2 separate regions of the Mus musculus genome follow, and region 2 is linked to region 1. Evidence: chromatin contacts called from public Hi-C data. All regions are on one chromosome and are shown on one strand. The core of a region is the stretch at or near the end of the contact, and the rest is flanking DNA. Distances in the headings are between cores, read along the strand shown. Region 1 overlaps Tiam2 (T cell lymphoma invasion and metastasis 2). Region 2 overlaps Tiam2 (T cell lymphoma invasion and metastasis 2).

Region 1 (3,859 bases), core at 696-3,195:
TTCCGCTGAGCTCAGTTATACTTCCTGAAATGTTCCCAAAACTAACGACAGGATCAGAAACCTGAGCCCCACCCTTAGAGAGGGGCGGTTTTCCCTGGGGAGTTACTAGTTTAGATTATTGCACTGAGGAAAGGAAAAGCAGTCAGCCTTCTTCCACAGCCAACTCTTCCATGCCAGTGTTCCCAAAGAAGAGAAGTACCTGAGGTACAGTAAAAGTGGGTAAGCAATACCAGGAAACCTTTGACCCGGAAGCAGAGCAGCCAGGCTCACCAGCCAACTCCTCCCACCGGCAGCTCAGCCAAAGCTTAGCCATTGTTCCTTGCCCTGCCCCCAGGGATGTCTCAGGGCAACCCAAAGCCAGAATGTGAAATGTTACCACAAAACCTTTCAAATCAACTTCTGATGAGCAGAAAACAGTCCATTGTAATTCTAACAATCGGTCTATTTTCTTGTTTGGGGGAGGGGGGTAAGGTGTTAACAAATATTAATAGAATCAAGGCTTTGATGTTCGTCCAAAGTAATCTACTTCTCCCTCCTGCTCCCACTCCCGGCTCTCCCTCCATTGCTTACCCTCACTCCCAGGCTAAGGCAGATACAATCTCTCACTCTTCTTTCACAGCCCTTCATATTTCCCCGCCCCCACTCAGTCCCCCTAAGAGATAAGGTTGCCTTTCCCAAATTTCTGGGCTCAGCTGATCCTCCTGCCTCAGCCTTCCATGAAGCAGGACTAGATCTGCATGTCACCGCCCACAGCTCTCAAACATAGAAAGCCCTCATAACATACAAGTCATCTCAAGCCCTTGTGCTTTGCTGGCGATAACTATGACGTCCTCAGTCAGTCGTAAATGTGCATGTTACATCTGGTTCCTGTGCACAGAAAATCGGGGAGGGCATAGCAGATCACTCATGAATCCAAAGGCAGGAAGAAATACAAGGCAAGAAGCAAGAATCAGTGTTTTGACAGATTGATATCACATATGTTGAGAAAAAACAAAGACTGTCACACAACTTCCTACTAGATTAAGGAAGTTCAGTAAGTGTCTCACGATGCGTAGGCAATGGGAGTGGGTTTCCAGAAATCAGCAATAATCAACAAGAAATATGTTAAGGGGGAAAGCCCTTTACCAGATGAGTATGTTGGCGCACACCTGTCATCTCAGCAATTGGAAGGCTGAGGCAGAAGGATTGCCACAAGTGTGAGGCTAGGCTGGGCTACGAGTGCCAGCATAGCTCATCTCAAAACAAAACAACAACAAAAATTAATTAAAAACCTAAAATTAAAAAGCCCTTTTCATCATCACAAAGACAGAAGTAATGCTAATATCTACATTTTTAAAAAAAAATTTTTTTTAAAAAAAACTCATTAAATTGCTTTTCAAAAATCTTGACACACTGTGTACCTCAAAAGATGTAAGTCAGGAGTGGGCAAATCCTCCTTAGTCTGACACATGCTTAGTGCAGTCTCAAGCAGTCTGTTGTGTGCAGACATGCGAATGTGTGCACGCTTAAGCAAAATGGCTGAGTCTGAAGTTTATGCAGAAAAAAAAAAACCAAAAAACTCATTAAGAATCATCAGAGCCAGGCGGTGGCAGCACATGCCTTTAATCCCAGCACTCCAGAGACAAAGGCAGGCAGATCTATCTCTGAGTTTGAAGACATGTCCTGGTCTACATAGTGAGTACCAGGACAGCAAAAGCTACATAGTGAGATCCTATCTTAGGCGGGGGTGGTGGTCATCAAGAAAGGATATTTTGAGGGAGAAAAAGGACAAAGGCATATCAGGTACGATTTACATGGAGACTGAGACGGTGATACAGAGCACATTACGGTTGTAATAGCTTGTGCAGACCCCTGAGCCTGACTGAGTCCCTACTCACACAGGCCGGACAGACTCATCTCCCAGTTCTTCCCGTTCTCACGGGACAGCAGAAGACCCGCCTCTACTCTTTCAGCCGCTGCTAGCTCACCCATGGGCCACACAGGCTGCTGGAGTGACTCACGGTGAGTCAACCCTTCCACGCCTGCCAGTCTCTGCTTGAAAGCTTCTATCGGCCGGCATGCAGCTCCTTCATTAACGGAAATATGTCCTGCCCTGCATTGGGTAGTGGCCAGCTCCCTTCAAACTGTGATGATCAACCCCAGAGAATTTTGCAGAGAATATTTGCGTAGCATTGAGACAGTCAATATAAGGGGAAAAAAATTGAGAAACTCAATTTTCACTGCAAAGGTTGATTTTTGCTTCCAGTGGTGAGGACTGAGTTCTAAGATACTAGGCAAAGGCTCTACTACTGAGCAGCACCCCTAGTCCCTAGGATTCCGATTTTAATTATAATTTTTATTAGCTCTTTGGGAATTCCATACAATGTGTTTTGTTCATACTTACTTCCCCCACACACCAAACTTTTCACAGATCCACACATCCCCTTCCTTTTTCTTTCTTGACATCCTTAGAGATTAACTTGCACTGCTTCAAATTTTCTTGGGTGTATGGCCTTCTGCTGGAGCATGGTTGACTTAGCAGGAACCACACTGAGAGACAAAACTGACCCTTCATTCCCAGAAGCTAACAGTTGCTTATGGGTCTACTGCTAGGGGTAGGATTGGGTACCAACCCCCCTCTCCGTGCTGGGATTTCCGTCTGGTTTGGGCAGGCACAGAATTTATCCATACTGTCACAATAGCTGCAAGTTCCTACGTGTAGCTGCCCTGATGCGTCCAGAAGAAGGTGGCTTGCAGTTATCTACCACCTGTATACTCTCCTTTCCTCCTCTTCTTCCTGAGCTTCGGTGTATGTGTGTGGTGGGTTGGGGTATAGTATACATGTCCCTTTTAGGGCTGAGCATTCTGTACTCTCTTATTCCCTCAAGACTCCACCAGAAAAATACATTCAGCTGATAAAGACAATAAATACATTCAGTAAAGTAGCTGGATGGAAAATAAGCATCATATATACAAACGCAAACACACTGAGAAGGAAACAATACCATTCATTATATATATATATATATATATATATATATATGCATCATATATACAAACGCAAACACACTGAGAAGGAAACAGGAAACAATACCATTCATTATATATATATATATATATATATATATATATATATATATATAATGTATATGTATATATATAATGAATATATATATATATTCATTATACACACACACACATACACATATATATATATCTTGGAATAAACCTAACCAAGGAAGTGAAACAATAAACAATGAAAACCTTAAGACACTTACAAAAAAATGAAAAGATGCCAGAGGAAAGACACCCCCTAGGGAGACTCCATGTGGGAAGAACTTGGGGACACAATCAGAAATGATACCAACAGCATTTTCTTACTAGGCAATCACATACAATTTTTCCAAGTTGAAACTCTGTTTCCCTAAGAGGACATATGGACAGACAGCCTGCCCAAGTCTTAGCAGAAGTGTGAAAGCCAGGTGTGGAGCTTGGGACTATTATCCCAGCATTTGGAAAGTTGGACCAATTATCTTGAGGTCAGACCAGCCTGGGGTCTAGAGAACATAGTGGTTCCAGGCCTGAGATATAGACTGAAGCCCTGTCCCAAAAGAGCAAGGGCCATAAGACAGTAAAGGATTTGCATGACAATCTGAGTTAAATCCCAGGACCATGTAAAAGTCATAAAAGATGCACTGTACATATAGGTAAACCCAGGATGCGTAGGGGGATGGGAAATTAAGACAAGATAGTCTTCTGGAAGCTTGAAGGCCAGCTTGCCTATGATACTCAGTGTAGCAGAAAGAAGAGAGACTCTGCCTCAACAAGGTAGGAGAAGAGAAGCAACTCTCAAGGTTTGTCCTCTAACCTCTACAGATGC
Region 2 (3,859 bases), core at 730-3,229, 69 kb before region 1:
CTTCTCAAAGAGCAGATCCAGCTGCTCCAGTGAGCTGACAGACTCGCTGCTGGACTCCATGGTCTCTGTGGAAGTTTCCACGTGTTCTGTGTTGCTCCTGCTCATTTCGAGCTCTCGCATGAAATTCTCATAGATGTTCTGTCGGAGGGGATCGACGCTGATAGCGTGAGTGGATTCGCTTCTGTGAGGCAGGGTCTGAGCCGAGCCCCCTGACCACAGTAAGGAAGATGTCTGCGCGGGCACCTGCCCTTCTGCATTCAGTCCATCTGAGTGGCTATCAAAGTACTCACTGCCCTCCATGGACCTGGGTTCCTGTACACAACACAAATTACCAGCCAGTCATCATCAAGGCCTGCGGTACCCCACGGCAACCTCCCTCTGTAAAGGAGTCTCAATTTAACATGGTGTTGCGAAGAGCCTTGTAGCCACTTGGATTGTCACATCTCCAAAAGAGAAAGAATTCTAGAAAGAGTACTCACATATACCAAGCAGTAGGATTAAATATGAGGCGGTAAATAAAAGGCAACTGTCTGTCCAAACACAGCTTGAGTTTTAACAGCAGATCAATTAGCTTTTCTATGTAAACCACTAGTGTGGTGTTTTAAATAACACAGCTAGAATACTAGCTATGAATTGATTTTCTTCTCGAAAGAATTTGTGATCTCATCGTCATTCTTTTTTTTTCTCCTAAATTATGGGAAATCATTTACTTAGAAAATAGCCATTTTGGGGGCGAGGAGGCTGGGATTTGGCACTCTTAGATTGAGCTCTATAGACCTTCCTCTTTCTATCTCAAATGAGGTCTTTTGGACAACTGCCCAGGCTTAGACTTCTATACATAGTGATCTCCACCATTCTAATTTCCCACTTCATACGATAAAATCCACGCTCAGAACCCACTAGTGGCACTGCCTGTGAACTATAGGTTGGCTTTTGCTTTTTAAGATTTATTTTTATTTAATTTTGGAATTTATCTTATGAGAAAAGCAACCTCTTTTGTTTATATCCTTTTATCTGAGTACCTGTTTTATTCTAGACACCAAGGGACACCTAAGAAGTGGTTTGCAACTTCAATATTGGCTACAATATAACGTCGAACACAAGACACTCTGAACAAGCTCTACTGCTACCTCATAACTGGTGCCTCCTGATAAACCTAGGGACACAGAGCATGCAGCCATCAGGTTACAGAGCCAGCAGCAAACACAAGACAATCGCCCAGATGCCTTCTGTGGACAGCAGCTGACGGGTAGAGTAGTCACTGCTGGCAATGGTGGCTTCCACTTGTAACCCAGCATTTTGGGAGGCTGGGGCAGGAGGAATGACATGAGTCTAGGCTAACTCTTCCTAGTGAGTTCTGGGACAGCCTGGGCTGATCCTACCTCAAAACTAAATAATTTAATAACTAAGAGCAGTACATTTACTATCAGTGTAAAAAGTTCTAGCATCCCAAATACCTAGCTTGGATTAAAATAGATGCAAGAGAAAGGTGAAGAACAGTCAACTATAATCAGCTGTTGGTAGGTCATCAAAATTAAAGTGAGGAGAAACTGGGTCAGGAGCCATTGAGGCGGGGCTTTATATTGAACGCTCCACCTTGTGGAGATGTTTTACTTTGGAAATTTCATTAAAAAAAAAAAAATCAGATCACAGTTCCTGGTGGTCATGTTATAGGAAAATCGTCACCAGGCAACTAAAGAGTGTTTTTCAAGACCCAGGTGCTCAAAACAGAGCTCAGAACGGAAACTGCTCTTATTAACGATGATAGCATCTTCCAGGAGTGGGTTTACACTCTGCTCTGTGCTCATTCTTATTTATACACTGACACCTCTGCTCCAAAGAGTGAATCAAACAGCTGCCGTGAGTCACTCAGGAAGTCCAGAAGACTTCTCTTAGCTGTAACTCCGGTGAGACTTTCATAAACCCCAGGACATGAAGGAATGCTACCCACTTAGCAGTATCAATGCTACTGTAGCTATGACTGTGGCTCTCTGACTCACTGGCGCCAAACACTGGGAGAATCTGTTTCCTTGCAAGAACCTTAATAGGGTGTTTCAAAACCCGCAAATCTCTGGCAGAGAGACAGGCTCAAGTTACATGTGACCAATGAACACTGTTGTCACCGATTCTCCTGAGAGAGACACTTCGTGTGGCAAAATCCAGCCAAAGCAAAGCAAGACCGTCCTCTTGAGAGATGAACAGATAGCACATGTGTGTATTCACCCCTAATTCTCACATGTGGGCATGAATTTCCCAGGGCTGTACTCAGTACCAAAAGATTTGCATCTAGAGTCCCAACTGCCAATGATAGAATCTCAGCCTAAGAAGAAATTCTTTTGAAGAATTAAAATGTCTTTAAACAAGTCCAGATACAATTCCTAATAACTGTTCTATGGGTATAAGACAGAAGAGCTGATCATGTGTGTGCACAGAGCCTGTGATTCCCGTTCCTACTCCATCCCCCCCATAGGCAGTAGCTGCTGAAACTTGATGACCAGGGCCCTTAATAACCAAAGTAGAGAGGGGATGAGAGTTACATCACTATGCAGAGAAGGTGAGTGACCCATCTCGCTGACTCCAGGAGCCAAAATAGTCAGACACAGAGGCTGCATAGCAGCTGGGGAAATGAGAGATGGGTCTAAACGGGCATGGAGGAGCTCTGGTTACCGCCGCCAAGCTGGTTCTAGGGACCTCGTGTACAGGATAATGCCTGCGGCTGATGTTCCTTTACACATATGAAATACAGTAAGGCAGTAGACTGTGAACAGTCTCCCAATAAGATAGAGCCAGCCTCATCACTATGCTTAGTGGTGATTGTGTTAACTAGATTGCCTATGGTGTCATTCTCACTGTATTCGTATGTCAAGGCATCAGGCTATACACACTGATTATATTCAATCTCTGCTTATGACCCAATAAAGCTGAACAAAGAAAAAAGCTGATGCCTAACTCCTTAAAGGAGCCCCTATCTCCTCACGTGTTGGGAAAGGTGCTTGCTCATGCTCCCCTCCTCTTACCCAGAAAAGATGGCTGGTCTCTGAGACAATGTCATTTTAGAATAGAAGTGAGTGTTTAGAATCAAAGCGGGCCAGAAACTGAGTCTTTCTGTCCTAAATCCCCTGTAACAAACCATAGCAGCCCTGAGTGACAGCACGGGACATTTCATGCACATGGTAGGATCACCCCCCACCCGCCCCTCCTTGACGTCAGGCCTGGCCTTTGCTGTACTTGGGGAAAAGCAGCAGCTCAGCCTGTCAGTTCTGAGAGGAAGCTTTCAAAGCCGAGACCTAAGTTTCTTTTCTGTCGACTGCAGGAGCTTATAATGTTGTTCACAACAGCTGTGCTGTCAGCCGAGGGTCCCATAGAATACCTCAGACCCCAGCTCCCTGATGACTATGATGAACACAAATCATAAATAGGGAAATAAACTGAAGTTAATATGTGGTGTTACCTCTAGTTCATGTTTCTCTGTCTCCCGGTATGGTATGCTTTTTCATCTGTCTGGTTTTTAGGTTTACACATATGAGGGTAGGCTTAAAGGTCTGTATTGCACGTGCTGTTCTTTTTTATGTCATCTTTTAAAGTCAAAACAAATGCCTATCAATCAAGCAAAACCTTTGAGTCATCTCTGTTGTCTAGTGGTATACACACGTTTACGTGGGTGAGAGATCGTAGCTACTGCCTCAATGCCTTGTTAGAGCATAGTATCAGACTCCTCCTAAGCAGGGGATGCCTCTCTCTCTCTCTCTCTCTCTCTCTCTCTCTCTGTGTGTGTGTGTGTGTGTGTGTGTGATATTAGGAACTGAGCCTTGGGCTTCAGGCATGCAGATGTATGCGATATTCAACTGAACTATGCCCA

The links. A called contact is a pair of places that touch in the nucleus more often than the background predicts.
Region 2: a Hi-C map of muscle stem cells shows a contact between it and region 1, with 2.0 times the contacts expected there. The contact joins two enhancer-like sites. A contact is called at or near these places in 2 of 15 datasets of contacts at CTCF or cohesin (CD8 T cells and the NIH/3T3 cell line), 18 of 484 Hi-C or Micro-C datasets (the C2C12 cell line, the C3H10T1/2 cell line, adipose-derived mesenchymal stem cells and 7 more), 4 of 115 datasets of contacts at active chromatin or transcription factors (embryonic fibroblasts, embryonic stem cells, fibro-adipogenic progenitors and 1 more) and 1 of 9 other capture datasets (embryonic stem cells).

What each region holds. Positions count from the first base shown.
Region 1 is chr17:3,348,292-3,352,150 of GRCm38.p6, reverse strand. All of the region lies in intron 1 of Tiam2 (T cell lymphoma invasion and metastasis 2), which reads right to left. Among named protein-coding and RNA genes, the nearest start is that of Tiam2, 24 kb to the right of the region's middle. Within about 2 kb of position 1,945, at least 105 of the 459 cell types and tissues checked have an H3K27ac peak or open chromatin away from gene starts, as enhancers often do. A contact at or near this core is called in the C2C12 cell line, the C3H10T1/2 cell line, adipose-derived mesenchymal stem cells and 4 more, where this site is marked.
Region 2 is chr17:3,417,726-3,421,584 of GRCm38.p6, reverse strand. It overlaps Tiam2 (T cell lymphoma invasion and metastasis 2), which reads right to left. Exons shown (of 27, transcript NM_001122998.1): 4 at 1-312. Among named protein-coding and RNA genes, the nearest start is that of Gm52295, 11 kb to the right of the region's middle. Within about 2 kb of position 1,979, at least 60 of the 459 cell types and tissues checked have an H3K27ac peak or open chromatin away from gene starts, as enhancers often do. A contact at or near this core is called in the C2C12 cell line, the C3H10T1/2 cell line, adipose-derived mesenchymal stem cells and 4 more, where this site is marked.